Linked DNA regions of Mus musculus: region 2 is linked to region 1. The links are chromatin contacts, called in public Hi-C maps. All regions are on one chromosome and are shown on one strand. Each heading gives the region's core, a stretch centred on a gene start, on an enhancer-like site or on the middle of the called end of the contact. The rest is flanking DNA. Distances are from core to core; before and after follow the strand shown. Region 1 overlaps Chst11 (carbohydrate sulfotransferase 11). Region 2 overlaps Chst11 (carbohydrate sulfotransferase 11).

What was found. Hi-C and Micro-C count contacts between places; a contact is called where the count stands out from the background.
Region 2: a Hi-C map of cerebral cortex shows a contact between it and region 1, with 4 times the contacts expected there. The contact joins two enhancer-like sites. A contact is called at or near these places in 4 of 484 Hi-C or Micro-C datasets (bone marrow-derived macrophages, brain, cerebral cortex and 1 more) and 1 of 115 datasets of contacts at active chromatin or transcription factors (kidney).

The regions. Positions count from the first base shown.
Region 1 is chr10:83,044,348-83,052,308 of GRCm38.p6, forward strand. The region is part of intron 1 of Chst11 (carbohydrate sulfotransferase 11); the gene reads left to right. Among named protein-coding and RNA genes, the nearest start is that of Chst11, 63 kb to the left of the region's middle. Within about 2 kb of position 5,239, at least 34 of the 459 cell types and tissues checked have an H3K27ac peak or open chromatin away from gene starts, as enhancers often do. A contact at or near this core is called in brain and cerebral cortex, where this site is marked.
Region 2 is chr10:83,177,424-83,185,384 of GRCm38.p6, forward strand. All of the region lies in intron 2 of Chst11 (carbohydrate sulfotransferase 11), which reads left to right. Among named protein-coding and RNA genes, the nearest start is that of Slc41a2, 160 kb to the right of the region's middle. Within about 2 kb of position 5,343, at least 63 of the 459 cell types and tissues checked have an H3K27ac peak or open chromatin away from gene starts, as enhancers often do. A contact at or near this core is called in brain and cerebral cortex, where this site is marked.

The DNA.
Region 1 (7,961 bases), core at 3,989-6,488:
TCCATGGTAGCTTCCAGCTCACAGCAGTCCTCCTGCCACAGATTTCTTCTTGCTGGAGCCACCACACATAGCTAGCTAGTATGTTCTGAGAATGTTCTAGATACCACATAAGCTTTGGTCACCATGATACCAGAGTTTATAAGGTCAGACCTGGGGCCAGTCAAACCAGATTCAGCTGTCTGTCCTAAAGAGGTGTCTTAGGGTTCCTATTGCTGTGATGAAACATCGTGACCAAAACAAGTTGGGGAGGAGAGGATTTATTTGGGTTACGCTCATGTATAGTGACACATGAGTGTGCTACATGATACATGAGTAGGCCATGGAGGATGCTACTTATTGGCTTGCTTCACATGGCTTGCTCTGCCTGCTTTCTTATAGAACCCAGGACCTCCAACCCAGGGATGGCACTACCTGCTGTTGGCTGGGGCCTCCCCTATTGGTCACTAATTAAGAAAATGTCCTTCAGCTGAATCTTATGGAGACACTTTCTCAACGGAGCTTCCCTCCTTTCAGATGACTCCAGCTTGTGTCAAGTTGACATAAAGCTAGCCAGGACAATAGAATAATACACAATTAAACACATAAGTATCAGTAATGACTGGGGAAAGATGTATCCCATGTAGCTGCATTGGGAAGAGGAGCCAATCCAGTGACTGAATGCACACTTGCATGCAATGCCCCCCTCCCCACCACATCTGGTTCCATTTTCTGAGTCCTGGCTAAATTCATGGTTAAATGGTAAGATGTCACTGACCCATTACTGTTAATGCTCTACTCTGGCTGCCAGGTCATCTGACAAGTTTTGTAGAGCTGTTGAAATCCATTCCAGGGGGTAACCTCCTTCCCTGGCTTACACTCACGGTCCAACCTTCCCCTCTTTCCCGGGAAATCCAAATTCTGGAGAACCATGGGCGCTTTAATCTGCCTCTCTTTAGATCAGGGTTCCCCACCTGTGGCCTGTGACCCTCTTGGGGGTTGCATATCAGATATCTTGCATATCAGATATTTACATTATGATTCTGTTCAGTAGAAAATTTACAGTTCCAAAGTGGTTACAAAATAACTTGATGGTGGGGGTCACTGCAACACGAGGAACTGTATTAAAGGGTAGCAGCCCTGGGAGGATTGAGGACCATTGCTATAGAGAACCACCAGTCCTCCCCAGGAATATTATGGTTGAGTAGATTAAGTGGCTGACACATAATTCTCATGGTCCTATGCTCTGGCTTCCAGTTCAGGAGTCAGATTTCCTGTCACCGCCTCTGGAAGTTGGTCCGGAAGTGTCCTTGCCAGGGCATCTGAGCCTCACCTCCTCCATTCCCTCTGACTGAGGCAGGGGGATTGCTACCTTTATTAGCCTGGCAGAGTTGATAAACTCAAGGTCTAGTTCACAGCTCCCTCTGATAAGATCTCCTTTTCTCCCACTATGTAGATGAGGTGAGCCAGCCACTACCTGACACCTCACAAGTCATTTATATTTCTGGAATCTGGCTAGACTTCATGGGTCTCAAAAACCAGCAGGCACCACTCAAACCTTTACATGTCTGACTATTTCTTTAAAAATTAAAAAAAAACAAAAACCTGTATGTGTATGAGGGCCTGCCTGCATGTATGTGCACCATATGGCTACCTGGGACCCGTGGAGGTCAGAGGAGAGTTCCAGATTCCCTGGAGCTGGAGTTGGACGAGTGGCTGTGAGCTGTCATGTGGTTGCTGGGAACTGTATCTGAGTCCTCTGTAAGAGCAGTGAGCTGGAAGAGCAGTGAGTAACCTTGACTGTCCAGCCATCTTTGCAGCCCCAATATAACCAGTTCTTTAGCCACTTGAGCCTGCTACCTTTACATATGCCACAAACAACTTTCCTTTTCTAACAAGATAGAGTAACCCATGACTTACAGAATACAACCTATCAGAATATATTCTATGAGGATAGCCTCCTGTAGCAGAGCCATACAATCCTTCCTGTCCCCTCCCCTGGCGGCTCCCTCCTCTTCCTCTGGATAGTGCCGGCATCCACCATATGCCTTTGGACTGTGGCACTGTGAGGACATTAGGCAGCCTTGTCTCAGGGCTGTTAGATGAAATTCATTTGGTTACTGTTGGACTCTTGTTTGATGGCCCCAGTCACTGGAATCCTGAACCCAGATTTGAGTACTCTCTTTCAAGCTTCTGTTGTCCTTGACACCCATTGAAGTTCTAGTTCCACATTCTTGCCATGATTGGTTATAGACTTGACGGTCGCCCTCACCCTTCCCTTGAAATGCAGACCAAGAACAGAGGGAGCTAAGAGCCCCACGTTTCAAGGACTTGAGAGTTTATAATGATGCGTGGGTGTGACCAAGTTTCCTTGGACTGCGGATTCACAGGAGGTCACCCTTCCATGTCTGTCACCAGGCTCTACACAGCCCTGGGGTGTTGCTTTCTCTGATTCTGAAAATGTGACCCAGTGGACCATGGCAACACCTCTATTTGTCCTTGATGTTAGTTAGAGGAATAAATGACACACAAAGCTCCTGGTATTACAAGGATCCTTCTAGATGCATCTTCCTTCAAGTCACACTGCCCTAACCTGAGTGTTAACCCTGGGGTTGCTGTTCTTTATTAGGAAAATGGAACACAGAGGCCCATCACCAGTGGTCATTGGCAACAAGAAGAAGGGATTCTAAGACATCTTCCGCATCACTGCAGGCTCAGGAGCTACTTAGGGAAGTCTCCTTTGGACCAGTCTTCAGGCCTGCAGGTAGCAGACATTCATTCAGAATAAAAGCATAGCTTCCCCCTGACTTCCAGATCCTTCCAAAAGGATGAAATTCTCCACGGGAAGAAAGGCCTGGGTTAGGAGGTGATTTTTGAGCAGAAAAAGAAAAGAACTGAAGTGTGATTTTTTTTTTCACCCCCTCTCTGGGGCAATGGTTTGGTTTTATTTAGAAGCAATTGTTTTGTTTTTGTTTTTTCACTTAATATTAGTAAAATAATAGAGTTGTGAGGTAAACAGACCTATCTGGCAAACTAAAGAATTAAAACATTTCTGCCCTGAATTCAGTTTCTCGGCTTAGAAGGTTGCTTTTATGAGGGGGGGAGGGGGAGGTGGGAGAAGGCACACCCAGGACGCACCCTCTTAGGTTGGTGCTCTTTGGTGACATTATGAGAGTCCTAAAGAAGAAACTGACCTTGAAGCAGACTCTGGTTTCCTAGCTAGGCTCTCGATCAGCTTTGGTGTCCCCTAAAAGCAAGAACATGTTTCTAAGACTCCTTCTCCATGTTGCTGAGACATTTACTGTCTACAGTTCCTACACAGTTGTTCTGTTGAGTGAGTGACTCTTCTACCTGATCCTGTCACACAGGCTCATCCAGCTGGTGTAGGGGGTGTGTGTGTGTGTGACTCCATTGAATGAGTGGACAGTCACATCCCCTCATGTTTCCCCCTAGGAAGGAAGGGATGAGGTTCATGTTATCCCAGGTTAGCCCCATATACTTCTGGTATGAATGATGTATTGATGCCACCCACTTCCCCTCTAGCAGACTAAAACTGTGAGATGAGTCTGGGGCTAGCTTCATAGTTCACCGTGCAGTGGGTCCTCCCGGATTTGTAATTTGCACACCCAATAAGGTCCAGGGATCCTCAGACATCTGAGCTATGTCTCAGACCGACTCCTTTGAGCTGCATCCCACAAGCATCGTGGAAGGGTGTGAGCCTCAGGAACATAAACCCCATCTGGACTGCAGGCTCCACTCTCATGGGCAGGGCTGCTAGGTGTCTACTGGCGTTAAATCTAGATGTGTGTGGCAGGCAGACAGGAGGGCTGGCGGGGTCGGAAAGCACAGGGCTTTCTGTGTTTGTGATGACATTCTGTGAACCAGAGAAAACCTCAGAGCTATAAACCAGTCTATTATTTCCCGAACGGTATCCTGCACTCATTGATGGCGTTAATGAGAATTCAACTCATACACGTATGTATCCATGGGCATATGTAAGAGGCCATAGCTTTGGATTCCATGTTAATAACAAGCAGGCGCATTCTGGAGTCAAGCACACAGAGGGATTGTGAAGGACAGTGCTTTTTATTATATTACATTAGTTTTCCTTTATGACATTTGGTAGGTCAACCCCATGGCAGCAGGTCAGCTGAGTTATGGAGGAAATGAACCTGAAAAGTGGAAGAGAGGCTGTAACGCGATAAAGCTTATCAATTCAATTTATTTCTCCTATGCTAAATGCAGTCAGCAAGGCCGGATATCTCGATGCCTGGCAGAGATGCGCGGGAGGAGATAGGTCTCAATGGCAAAGCTTCCGAAAGGCTCAGTGGGTAAAGGCACTTGCTGCCGAGCCTGGTGATCTGAGCTCAGTTTACAGGACTCACATGGTGGAAGACACGCACACACACACGCGCACACACACGCGCGCACACACACGTGTGCACACACGCGCACACACACGTGCACACACACATGCACACACGTGCACACACGTGCACACACGCGCGCGCACACACACTAGCGCACCCACACACACAAGTGCACACACACACACACGTGCACACACACACACACACGTGCACACACACACACACGTACACACACACATACACACACACACGCGCGCATACACGCGCACACACACATGCACACACAGACACGTGCACACACACACGTGCACACACACATGCACACACACGCGCACACACGCGTGCACACACACATACACACACACACACAATGGGTAGATGTTAAGCAATAAAAAAAGGTTTAGTGTTGATGCTTGGGAGCCCGAAAATCTTCTCACACTTTGGGAGAAGGTTTAGTATAAGTTTAGTGTTTGCGTTCATAAACCCAGCAAGCCAGCTTCTCAGCCCAGTGTTCACTCTGGAAAGACTTCCGACCCATTCATTGTGTGGCTCAAGGGACCAGTCAGAGCAGCCTCACAGCTGTAAGATGCTGTAAGAATCCCTCCCCTGCTGGAGAGCACCCACGTCACGTCACGACTCCTCCAGTTCACCCACAGCCGCCTGTGGATGTGGCTCTCATTCTTCAGATCGTGACAGGGCTGCACTCGGCGCTGTTCCTCACATCTTCTCACTCCTCGGCCTTGCTTCCCTCCTCTGCAAAGTGCAGAGACCGACAACAGCCTCCACAGGATTTTAAGATCATTTATAAAAATCCTCTTTCTAGAGCCAGCCAGCCAGCCAGTATGTGATGGTTGTTATGGTGATGTTTAAGTCCCACCCCTCCTGCTGATTGACGGTCCTTTGTAAGCCCTCCTGTCTGGTAGACCTGTGTTCTTCCACAGCCCTCTCTGTATGTGGCTATGTGGCAGTAGCATCCTTATCTCAGCTTGTGTCCCGAGCTCAGATTGTGCCCAGCAGTCCTAAGAATGTTAGCTTCATGGGAGAGTGTTCTAGGAACCTACAGAAGATCCCTTCAGTGTCAGGTTTGTGCACGCCCACTACCATTCACATGCACTCTGAGTTGCACACACGTGTGTGAGGAGCAAAACCTGGCCGCCAAGCAAATGCTGGCTAATAGTTTCCACAGTGTTTCACCTTGGAATGAAATAGAAAAAGAACCCAGGTAACAGGCTTCATTGTCCATTAACTTGGGACCAGGATGGAGGTATAAGTTGCAGAAGAAGTAAGACAACCAGTCCCGCTGCACTGGGAGCTCTTGGTGCAAAGAGGCAGGAGGTTTTCCTACTGCCAACCAGGTCTGCTCTGAGATGCCTATGTGTGGCTGTCCATTCCCTGGAGAGTAGTCACCAAGGTGAGCTCTCAGGTCCCATGACTTAGGTTTGTAGCAGCTCTGCCACCTTTTAGAATATTCTGTGACCTCATTAGAGACTGGAGATAGACTTAAGCCTCAGTGAGCCCTCCAGTGTTGCTTATGCAACAGAATTTTAAATTTGTTAACATTTATTACTTTCTCGGGGGTCAGGGATAGAGCCTGTGTGGAGGTCAGAGGACAACTCGAAGGAGATTGCAGAGCTGAGCTGTTGGGACTTTTTTATTATTAGAAAATTTAAATTTTTTAAATTTATGATTGTGTGTACATATGTGCATATGATGTGTGGTATGCAGGTTCACATATGTGTGGAGGTAGGAGGTTAACTTGTGGAGTTAGCTCTCTCCTGATTTTCTATGGGCTCTGGAGTTTGCCCTCAGTTCACTGGTCTCTTCACCAGCTTAGCTGTCTTGTCTGTTTCTGGGCAGCGGAGTTTTGCAAGCAAGAAGTTATCTGTGTGTTTCTTGAGTCTCTGATGTCCCATTTGTCAGGCTGTCTGTCCCTGTATGAGAGTCCCAGCTTGGGAGCACCGTGGCTGTGCATGTATGTCTGGCTCTGCGCCTGTCTGCTATGTGAACCCGGGCAAGTTACATCACTCTCTTTTGCATCTGCAAAGCAAGGTTATCAATGCTAGCGCCCCTCCTCCGGGGAAACTTCAGTGAGGTGAGGTGTGGACCGCACCAGCACCAACGTGGTGTTTAGTGATTCCAAGTGCAACAGCCATGATAAAAGCCAGGCGGTGTGGATAATCAACTACACACAGCAAGATGGGGATGGTAAGACCATGCTGTTAAAAGAGAGCTTGCCTCCTTATGGGAAGGTGTCTGTACCATCCGATGGGTTATAGGGCACTCCACTCAAAGATGAAGTTTCTTGTAGTGGCAGAGGCAGAAGGCAAAGGCAAGCAGGGTGGTGTCACTCCCTGAGACTATCCACCATGATGGCATAGCACACAGTAGGGCATCAGCTCAGAGGCTCTAGGTATCTCGTCAGGGCTTTTAGCAGTTATTTAAATCCGAGACTGAAGATCATGAATGAAGTCAGTCAATAAAGTCTACAGTTGGGTTAGCTTATGCTTTCAAGATTTTGTTTCTTTTTCTTTTGACAGGCTCTCACTCTGTAGCCTGCAGCGCACCCTGTAGCCCAGGCTAGCCTCAGACTCTACAGCCTCACTTGTACTAGCACTAGTAGTGGCATTAGGGGAGAGCTGTAGGTTTTGTTTTGTTTTGTTTGTTTGTTTGTTTTTTTGGGGGTGTTTTGTTTTGTTTGCAGAGAGAATGTATGTAAGTGAGGGTGTGCGTGCATATGAGTTGGAGACCCCAGGCTTCGGGTCTCACTTTTCTGTCCTTGTTATCCCTCAGCCTGGGTTGAGTTTCACTCACATTTATGCCTCAGCAAAATCAAATCAATTGACCATGTATCAAAGACCACAGCGAACAGTTGCCAGTGGTAAAAAACCACAGTGTTAATAGATCCGGGAATAGCTCAGCGCCAACCGCTCTAATTACAAAGCTCATGAGAAATGGAGGCTTCAGATGGCTTTGGTGAGCCAAAGAGTGAGAAGATGCCCTGATGTGGTTCACACATGTCTTCTCCTGAGAACACTGTGTGCACGTGAGTATGTGTGTGTGCAAGTGCTCTTATGAGTGTGCCTCTGTGTGTTTTCCTATGAAGGAGTCTATTGGGAAATGAGCTTTCTATCTAAGATATGACTTCCTGAGTTAATATTGAAGTCAGGTCAGAAAAAAAATGCTGTTTTTCAATAGACTCTGAAATGTTTAAATCACAAAAGCAAAAGGCCAGAACTTGTAGATAACTTTTAGCCCAGATTTCCTGAAATATCCAGATGCATGTGACACTTAGACTTTTATGCCAGAGAATATTTTCAAAATAGGAAAATTCTCTAGGCCCAGAGACAGGATTCAGAGGCCCTTTAAAGACACATGCAGAGTATGCATGCTTGCAGGCACACAATTTTAACAAGCGTGTGTTGGATGGCCTTGCTCCTGCTGTCCTTCTGTGCTGATAAACAGGCCGTCTTTGACTTTGCCCTGGAGATATGAAATTCTTGAGGTGACCCACATGCAACTGTGTCAACATCATGTATCCGTCTGTCTTGACAACATCCCTCTCTCTCTCTCTCTCTCTCTCTCTCTCTCTCTCTCTCTGTGTGTGTGTGTGTGTGT
Region 2 (7,961 bases), core at 4,093-6,592, 130 kb after region 1:
ATCCCTGGCAGAGGCAGTTAGCATCTGGCCTGAGCCATCAGAGGCACCATTTTAGAGGAAGTGTGAGACTAGATGAAGTCAGGAAACAGGAATCAGTAAGAGAGTGACATTCAGGAGGGACATTCTGAGGCACAGGACTCTACCCTCTGTGAGTCCCTTAGATGTGAGAAAGCGCATCCTGTCAGCCATGAGGTCCTGAGACAGAGCTGCAAGGGGTAGGCAGAGTGAGGACATGCCAGAGCTGTCACCAGGCCCGGGCGGCTGAGCATCCCATGGACGACTTGAAGGAAGGAGGGCGGGCATCCACACTGTGTTCAGAGTAACAGTAGGGTCTGTCAGCAGCAGCCAGATCTAGAGGTGACGTGTCTACCCTGGGGTTGTCAAGATGAGGAGAGAGTCACAGAGGCCACACCCTGGTTCTAGCAGAATCACCTGTATAGACAGCAGTGTTATCCTTATGACGGTGCAGAGATGTGCCAGAGAGACACCTTTATTGGGTTGGAGTTTGGGGTTCCTGTAGAATGTTCTCAGCTGAGTAACTAAGAGGAAGATAGGAGTGTACTCTTGATCCCTGACTTGTGAATCCTACCTTGCTAATGCTCCCCCCAAAATGGCCGTCCTTGTACCCTACAAGGTATGGAGAAAGCACATTCCGTAGAGAAGGAGGTTCGGTGGCCATGAAGATGACACCAGTGTGGGATGTTCAGTCAGGAGAGGAAGTGAGAGATGGAGGGACGGAAGATACTGTCAGGGAAAGAAGCTGGAAAACAAGCCTGTGACTCACAAGCCAAGGCCTTGCCTCTGAGCTGCAGACGTACCCTGAGGCATCCAGTTTAGTCCTGTGGTATATTAGTCAGGGTTTTCTATAAGAGCAGAACTCAGAGAATGAGTCTTTGTATACATAGAGGGATTTATTAGAGTGGCTTGCAGGCTGTGGTCCAAGTAGTTCAACAATGGCAGTTTACCATTAGAAGGGCCAAGAACCCGGTAGTTGTTCAGTCCGCAAGGCTTGATGTCTCAATCAGTTTTCAGTGTACACTGGAATCCCGAAGAAGCAGGCTCTAATGCCAGAGAAAGAATCACTTGCCAGCAAGAGGGAGGGCAAGCAGGCAAAGAGAGCATGTCCTTCTTCCATGTCCTTTATATGGCTGACAGCAGAAGGAATAGCCCAGATGAAGGATGGACCTTCCCACCTCAGAAGATCTGGATTAAAGACATGTCTTTCCACCTCAACGATTGAATGGGAAAAAAACAAAACAAAACTGTGTTGCAGGTTATCATCCCCTTGGGTTTTAGTTAACTCCAGATAGAGTAAAGTTGACAAGCAAGGATAGCCATCACACATGGATTTCCAGATGTTTCTGGTTAAAAGAGTCCAAAGACCAGAGACAATGCCTTGCCCTTCTGGGTTCTGGCCCACTTTGGAGAGTGTCCCAGGATTACTGGGCTATAGCCAAGTTCTTGAGAGATGCACGGGTCTCTTGCTGAGTGCATCTGGAGAGCCTGTGAGGGCCAAAAGGGAGTTCAGTCCTAACCCCACCCAGGTATCTGTGAAAGACAGGGCCTAGCCCTGCAAACCCATAGTTGTGCTAGGAGCTGTATGCTCACCATCCTGAAGCTCTGGCCTGCAGCAGCTAGAAGGAAACACACCCTAAGCTGCCTAAAGGTCCTCATTGTGTGTCTTGATGGGTAAACTATGTCTTTGGAAGACTAGAAGGCAAAATCATGCTCAGCGGGGCTGCAAACAGCTTAGAGGGAAAACCTGGATATCCCTCTAACATTAGGATGCATCCCACTGAGCAGGTTCTGTGCACTGACTTCAGGAAAAGTTATGAATTTGGTGTCTCCTGTGAGGTTTAGTTAAATTGTGCTGTGTGACTTTTCCTGCACAGGTGTGGACCCCAGTTAGCATATTAATGACAGACCAAAGAAACAACTCTGCCCAAACTAGCTGAGTGAATGGATGAGGTCATTGGAGTTAGTTATGTAAGTATGGATGAGAGGTTCTGTACAGGAATGTGGATAACTCAGAGGCAGCCACATCACCAAAAAGCCCACCACTGCATAAATGACAACTCACAAGAGCTCTATGCACAACTTTCAGGCAGCCTCAGAGAGTCCCCTCTCCCCAGCAATTGTTATGCCTCACAGAACAAGGGGCCTTGCAAGTCTTCTCTGTTTTAGGGACTTCCTGAGACTTGTGAGTTTCCTTTACTTCCTAAATCCTCCAAGTTTTCTTTGCTGACCTTGCTCCTGGAGGGAATGTTTCAATTCAGAGGGAAAGTTCTACAATGCTAACTTTTGTTCCTGGGGCTTCCTTGTGCCCAGGAGTTTCACTCAGCTAGCCTGTTCTCATGGATGGATCAGATAGAAGTCAAAGTCTGTAGCCTGTTTCAAGCTGAAGACTAGTACCCAGCACAGGATAGTAGGGATAAATTTGGGCTTTGTATTTTTTATGCTGTGAGACTTGGGCTCTAACAGTCATGTTAAGACTCTGACCTTCAGTTTACTGGTCTGTAAACTGCCAATCTCACCTCAAGATGGGAAATGGCTGGTCCTTGGTTGGTTGGATTCCTGAGCACAGATCTCCACAGGTAAGTATGTAGTCAGCCCCCCTTTTTCCCAGCCACCTTGGAATCAGACATGGTCATAAATAATCATGTGACCTAGAATAGCCTCCACCCTCCTGTTTCTCTCCAGACCTCTCACTGGCTGTCTCCCCAGTGCCTTCCTCGGGGCAACCCAATGGGCAGAGTGGAAGTATCCCTGCCTTTTCTTGACAGACTATAGTTTTGGGGGGTTGTTGTTTTAATTCTTTCCATAAGAGAACATATCTGGGGACATACACAGTGCTTGCCATGAAAGCATGAGGCCTGAGTTTGTATATTCAGAACCCAGGTAAAAAGTCAGGCATGCATAGTGATACATACTTTATAGTCCCAACACCCGGGAAGAAGAGACAAGGCAGGTCCCTGGGGTCACTAGTTAGCCAGCATAGCGTAATTAGTGAGGTCTGAGCTACTGAGAGAACTTATCTTACAAAATAAAATCCATAGCGGATAGTGCTTTAGGAAAAATACCCAAGGTTGACTTTGCACTCGCATGGGCGGGGTGGGGTGGGGTGGTGGAGACCAAGAGACCAAGAGACCGAGACTAACCCAATTGGGTGAGTCTGCATAGAAGTCCGGCCGCAGGGCTGTCCCCGCTGTTACCAGGTGCCTTTATTCTCCACAGCTAGAGCAACAGTTACATGGAAGCAGATGCTTTCATTTGTGACCATCAGCCGTCCCCATAGGACCGGTCCCCAGGCCCTAGCCCAACTTGCTTTTCAGAGCCTCTCTGTTCATTGCTTTGACACAGAAAATGGCACTCAGAGTGAAAAAAAAACAAAAAACAAAAACAAAAAGTTCCCAGCACCCCTCCCTTTGTGACCAGTGCAATTGTAATTACGACTAAAAGCTTCCTTCCCAAGGGCCTCCCCACCCCAGACTGGTCCAGCTTCGATGTGTCGATCTATTCCCAATCTATTCCTGGGGCCCTGGAAACACACACACAGCCTGCGGGCATACCACACATTGAATCAGCCAAGGTCTTGCCCTGGCTGCCCTATGTCCCCCAACTTCCCCCCACTACCTTTTGGGCAGCCAGTTTCTAATCTCCCCAAAGGCTTTACCGAACATCCCTATTTGGGGAAAATCAATAGATTTCCTCCTAAGCTGAACCGGCTCTTCATGCTTCCTCCTCAGAGGTCAGGGTGGGCTGATGTCACCCAAGCGCTCAAGACACCTCTGTGCACCTCACCTCTTCCCTGCCATGTGGCCCAGCACTTGGGCGCACTCACATGTGGGCGCGCACAACTCCCTGCTGGTGCCTGACTCAACAGCCGTCATAGAGCCATGGTGCTTTGGGGCCCATTTTACAAATGAGCACACAGAGGCCCAAGGAGGGAGTCTGGCCCAGCCTCTCTCCTAATCCCCTCATTTTCATCAGCCTGCCACTGCCCAAAGGATCACTCTCTTCCTGAAGGCCACTCATCTGGCCCGCTCTCAGGGACTGGCTACTTAGCTGTCCAGCGTACTGACTTCCTATGTAGGAAACTAGACCCAGGGGAGACACCCCACTAGACAGTTGGCCCCTGTAGAGTCTGGTGTGAACAAAAGTGCCTAAGCTTCTCTCATCTTCTACCCTGAACCCCCCACCCCACCCCTACCAATATCCTTCTGTCCTAGCTCTCCCAAGTGAGGCAGAGAAGCCAAAGGACAAGGACCATAGACCACTCAGAGGTTGGGTTAGGGTTAAATATTATATCCTGAAATAGATTCGTTTTGTCTCTCCTGTTAGCCCAAGCAGAGGCACTGTCCTTTAAAAGAGAACCTGCCATTTTCAGGTTTTTTTGCTCATTTTAATGAGTTCCCAAATCAGGCCAGCCCAGGAGAGCCTAGCCCACATTCCCTGCCTTGGTGACGAAAGTAGGCCACCTGCTCCCGCTGAGTTTCTGAACTTGCAGCCATCCGGACTCTACACTCCACGGGTTTCACAGAAATGTCCCCTGAGAGCTTGGGAGACCGGCTCAGTCAGCAGCAGCCTGAGAACCTGTGCTCAGTTCCTGGAACCCACGTAAAAAGCTGGGCACGTGGGGCTGGAGAGATGGCTCAGCACTTAAGAGCACAGGCTGTACTTCCAGAGGTCCTGAGCTCAATTCCCAGCAACCACACAGTGGCTCGGAGCCATCTGTAATGGGATCTGATTCATTAGAAGCTGAGACAGACTGGCAGCTTCTGACCCATGTGATGCTGTCTTTAAAAGAGGGGGAGGAAGCGGCACCTGAAGGAGCAGGGGTTACCCTCTGGTTTTCTCTGTGTGCACAGGCACACACGCGCACCTGCAAACAAATGAACCATAGTAGGGAGGGCAAAGGAGAGGGGGTATTTTCCTCGGTGCACAGAGGTGGCCTAGAACCACATACATAGCAGTAAGCCCCTTGGCTGACTCGTCCCATGCTCTGGCCTGGGATTCATCCCTGTACCTCCAGGGGGCTGCTGGTTAGAGAGACAAGGAAAGTCCTCCTCAGTGCTGCGTCCTAGGAATGGGTGGCTGAGTTGGGATTAGGTGGGCGCAGAGAAATGCTCCACCTGGGTTATGAGCAACAACCCCCTCCACCCCCACATACGCAGTAGCTCAAAAATCTACCAGTTACACGGTATTTACACCTCTGATGTCCTCAGCTTGTGGGTGTCTTACTCATCTCTGGGCTCCAGGTTGTCTGTGTGGCTGTTGTGCACCGCTGTGTATCCTCAGCTGTGACCTAAAAATCAATGCAGTCGCTTACATTCCTCAGCTAGTGAATTCAGCGATACTGGTCTCAGTGGCGCCTCCCTGTGGCCTTCCCGTTACACTGCCGTGTGGATGACAAATGGCCATCTCTCTTGAAAAAGACTTAGCAGGAGAGAGGCACTAATGTGTTGGCACAATGCTAACCCTCCTTCTCTGAGTCCTGCAAGGATTCAGCACCAAGTGCTTGAGACACACAAGACATTTAGACCTGGGCCAGCAGCCCTGCAGGCAGGGAAGGCACAGGCTGTATTCATTCACAATGTTGTAACTGTTGAAGGCTGGGCAGCTAGAGACAGTGAGGCCTGATGCTGGGGGTGGCTTCTTGGACTTTTGGGTTTGTGGGTGACTTGTGGAAGGGGTAGAAGGTGCCTAGCAGGTGGGAAAGGGAGGAATACTTTGCGGTGGTATCTGCTGGGCTGGCCCAATTCTAGCCTCTTCCCCACCAGGAATGGTACGTGGGTAACTTGTATTAATGAGGGAGATGGGGTGTTGATAGACCAGGAGGCATCAGAGATAGATCAACCAGTACAGTGCTTGCTGCACAGGCCTGAGGTCCTGGCTTCCATCCCTAGAACGGATAGGGGGGAGCAAAAAACAAACAAACAAACAAACACTGAGCATTGTGATGTGTGTCTGTTATCCCAGCGTAGGTTTCAGGCCAATAAGAAACACTGTTGTAGTAGTTGTTGTTATTGTTGTTGAAGGAGAGTGATGGACAGCGTCTAAGGAATGATACCTAATACCCAAGATCGACCTCCACAAGTACACACACACACACACACACACACACACACACACACACACACCACACACACACACACACACAATAGCCTACAGTTCTAGCATCCTGAAATCCACCGCCTGCTTTACAGTGTGTTGACTGTACTGATAGCTCATCGCGATGTTGCCCCTTTCTTCAACTGTCCAGCCAGGATGTTATTCCAGCTAATGTCTATCAGTCATTTTCTGTCAGTGAGATACCAGATGTGCATGAGTCAGGCCTCGTGAGCAGATGCCAGATGTGTCTGGCATTCCTGCAGAGCCCACTCCCGGAGAAGAATACCCAACCAGCAGTTCCTCGGGTGTAACAGAGACACCAGAGCTGATCTGATGGAAATACCCCAGGACCGTGGCTAGGAGCAGGTGCCTGGACCACCCACACTGACCGTACAGTCAGATGGCTAAGGTGGAGTCAAGGAGTTACAGTCACCAGACAACACAGGGAGTCAGCATTCAGGTTCAGTCAAGGCTTTGCTGCCTGGTTCTACTGCCAGCCCCTTTCCAGACAATCCTCCACAATGACGTTAAACAGGAAGTGAATTTCTACTTCCGTGGTGTTCACAAGACACAGGCATGGTGCCATATGTTTTTTTTCTGAGCCCTCAATCATCAAAGCAACCCCCAGAATGCACAACTATTGTCCCCATGGTACAGAATGGGGAACCAAGGCCTGAGGGCTCAAGATGCTCAGTCAAATGTTCAGTAAGGCGTGCTGAGTCTCTGGAGAGAGGCAGGAAGGAAACCACAAAGCCAAATTGTCCAGTCAGAAGCCAAGAGAACCTGCAGGGCCAAGCCATATTCTCCCACACACACACCTACCTGCCTCCCTAAAATACCACAGACAGCCCAGCCCTGGGGGGGAGTTGCCAGCCTCGAGGCTGAGAGAAGGGGCCCAGCTTCCTTCCTCCTGTCAGAAGTGACTTCCGATATCCCCAGAGTGTGTCAGTCAACAGGCACAGAGCCTGCCTGCCCCTCTGATTTCAGACTTCTGAAGGACCAGCCTCCTTGGTGTCGGAACCCTGTCCCTTCCTCACCCTTGTCCCTGTTCTGGGCCACCATTCATAGGAAGCCAGGCCAGCTTGGCAATGGTCCCATTCCTAAGCCTGAAGCCTTCTGCACCAGGCCCAAACCTCCCGGAGCCCAGAGACTGTGGGATGTAAATAAGGCCCCTCCAGCTACATCTGGCTTCCTGGAAAGGCGCCCCAACTCACGGAGCCCTGTGCAGAGCTCTTCCAACCTCTTCTGGTATCTTTGCCCTCCAGCATGGCATGACTCCTCCTCCTGTTTCCTGGGCTGACTCAGGTAGAAAGCTCCAGAGGAGTCCTCCCATGATCAAAGCTGTTTCATCAGAGCCGACTTCTCCTAAGACGAACAGCCTATCTGCTAATGCGTTGGTGCAGCTTCAGACTCTGGCTCCAAACCTCAGTAGGAGGATGGGCTGGGGCAGCAGATGTAGGCACCAGAGGAGCACACAGCAGCCTCTCCAGTCACCCAGAACCTGCACAATCCCTATACACCCCACATTATTGACATATACCTGCATCTATTCATACATGCATATGTGCATATATTACATTCACTCCTGAGTGTAAGCATACATTCATACATGCATGTGCGCACTGACTCGTATGCATTCATGCATTCTCACTTTAATTCAGACAAACCTTCGAGTGTCTCCTATGGGCCAAGAATTAGTAATGTATTAGAGGGAAAAAAAAGTGGAAGACACCTGCACCCTGGAATTAGCATGCTAGGAGGGAGAGAGGCCAGAGCGAGTCAGTGGTGTGTGACACGCATACAAGATGGTGGCTGTTGCAAGAGAGCAGCCAGGCAAGGGCTTGAGCCTC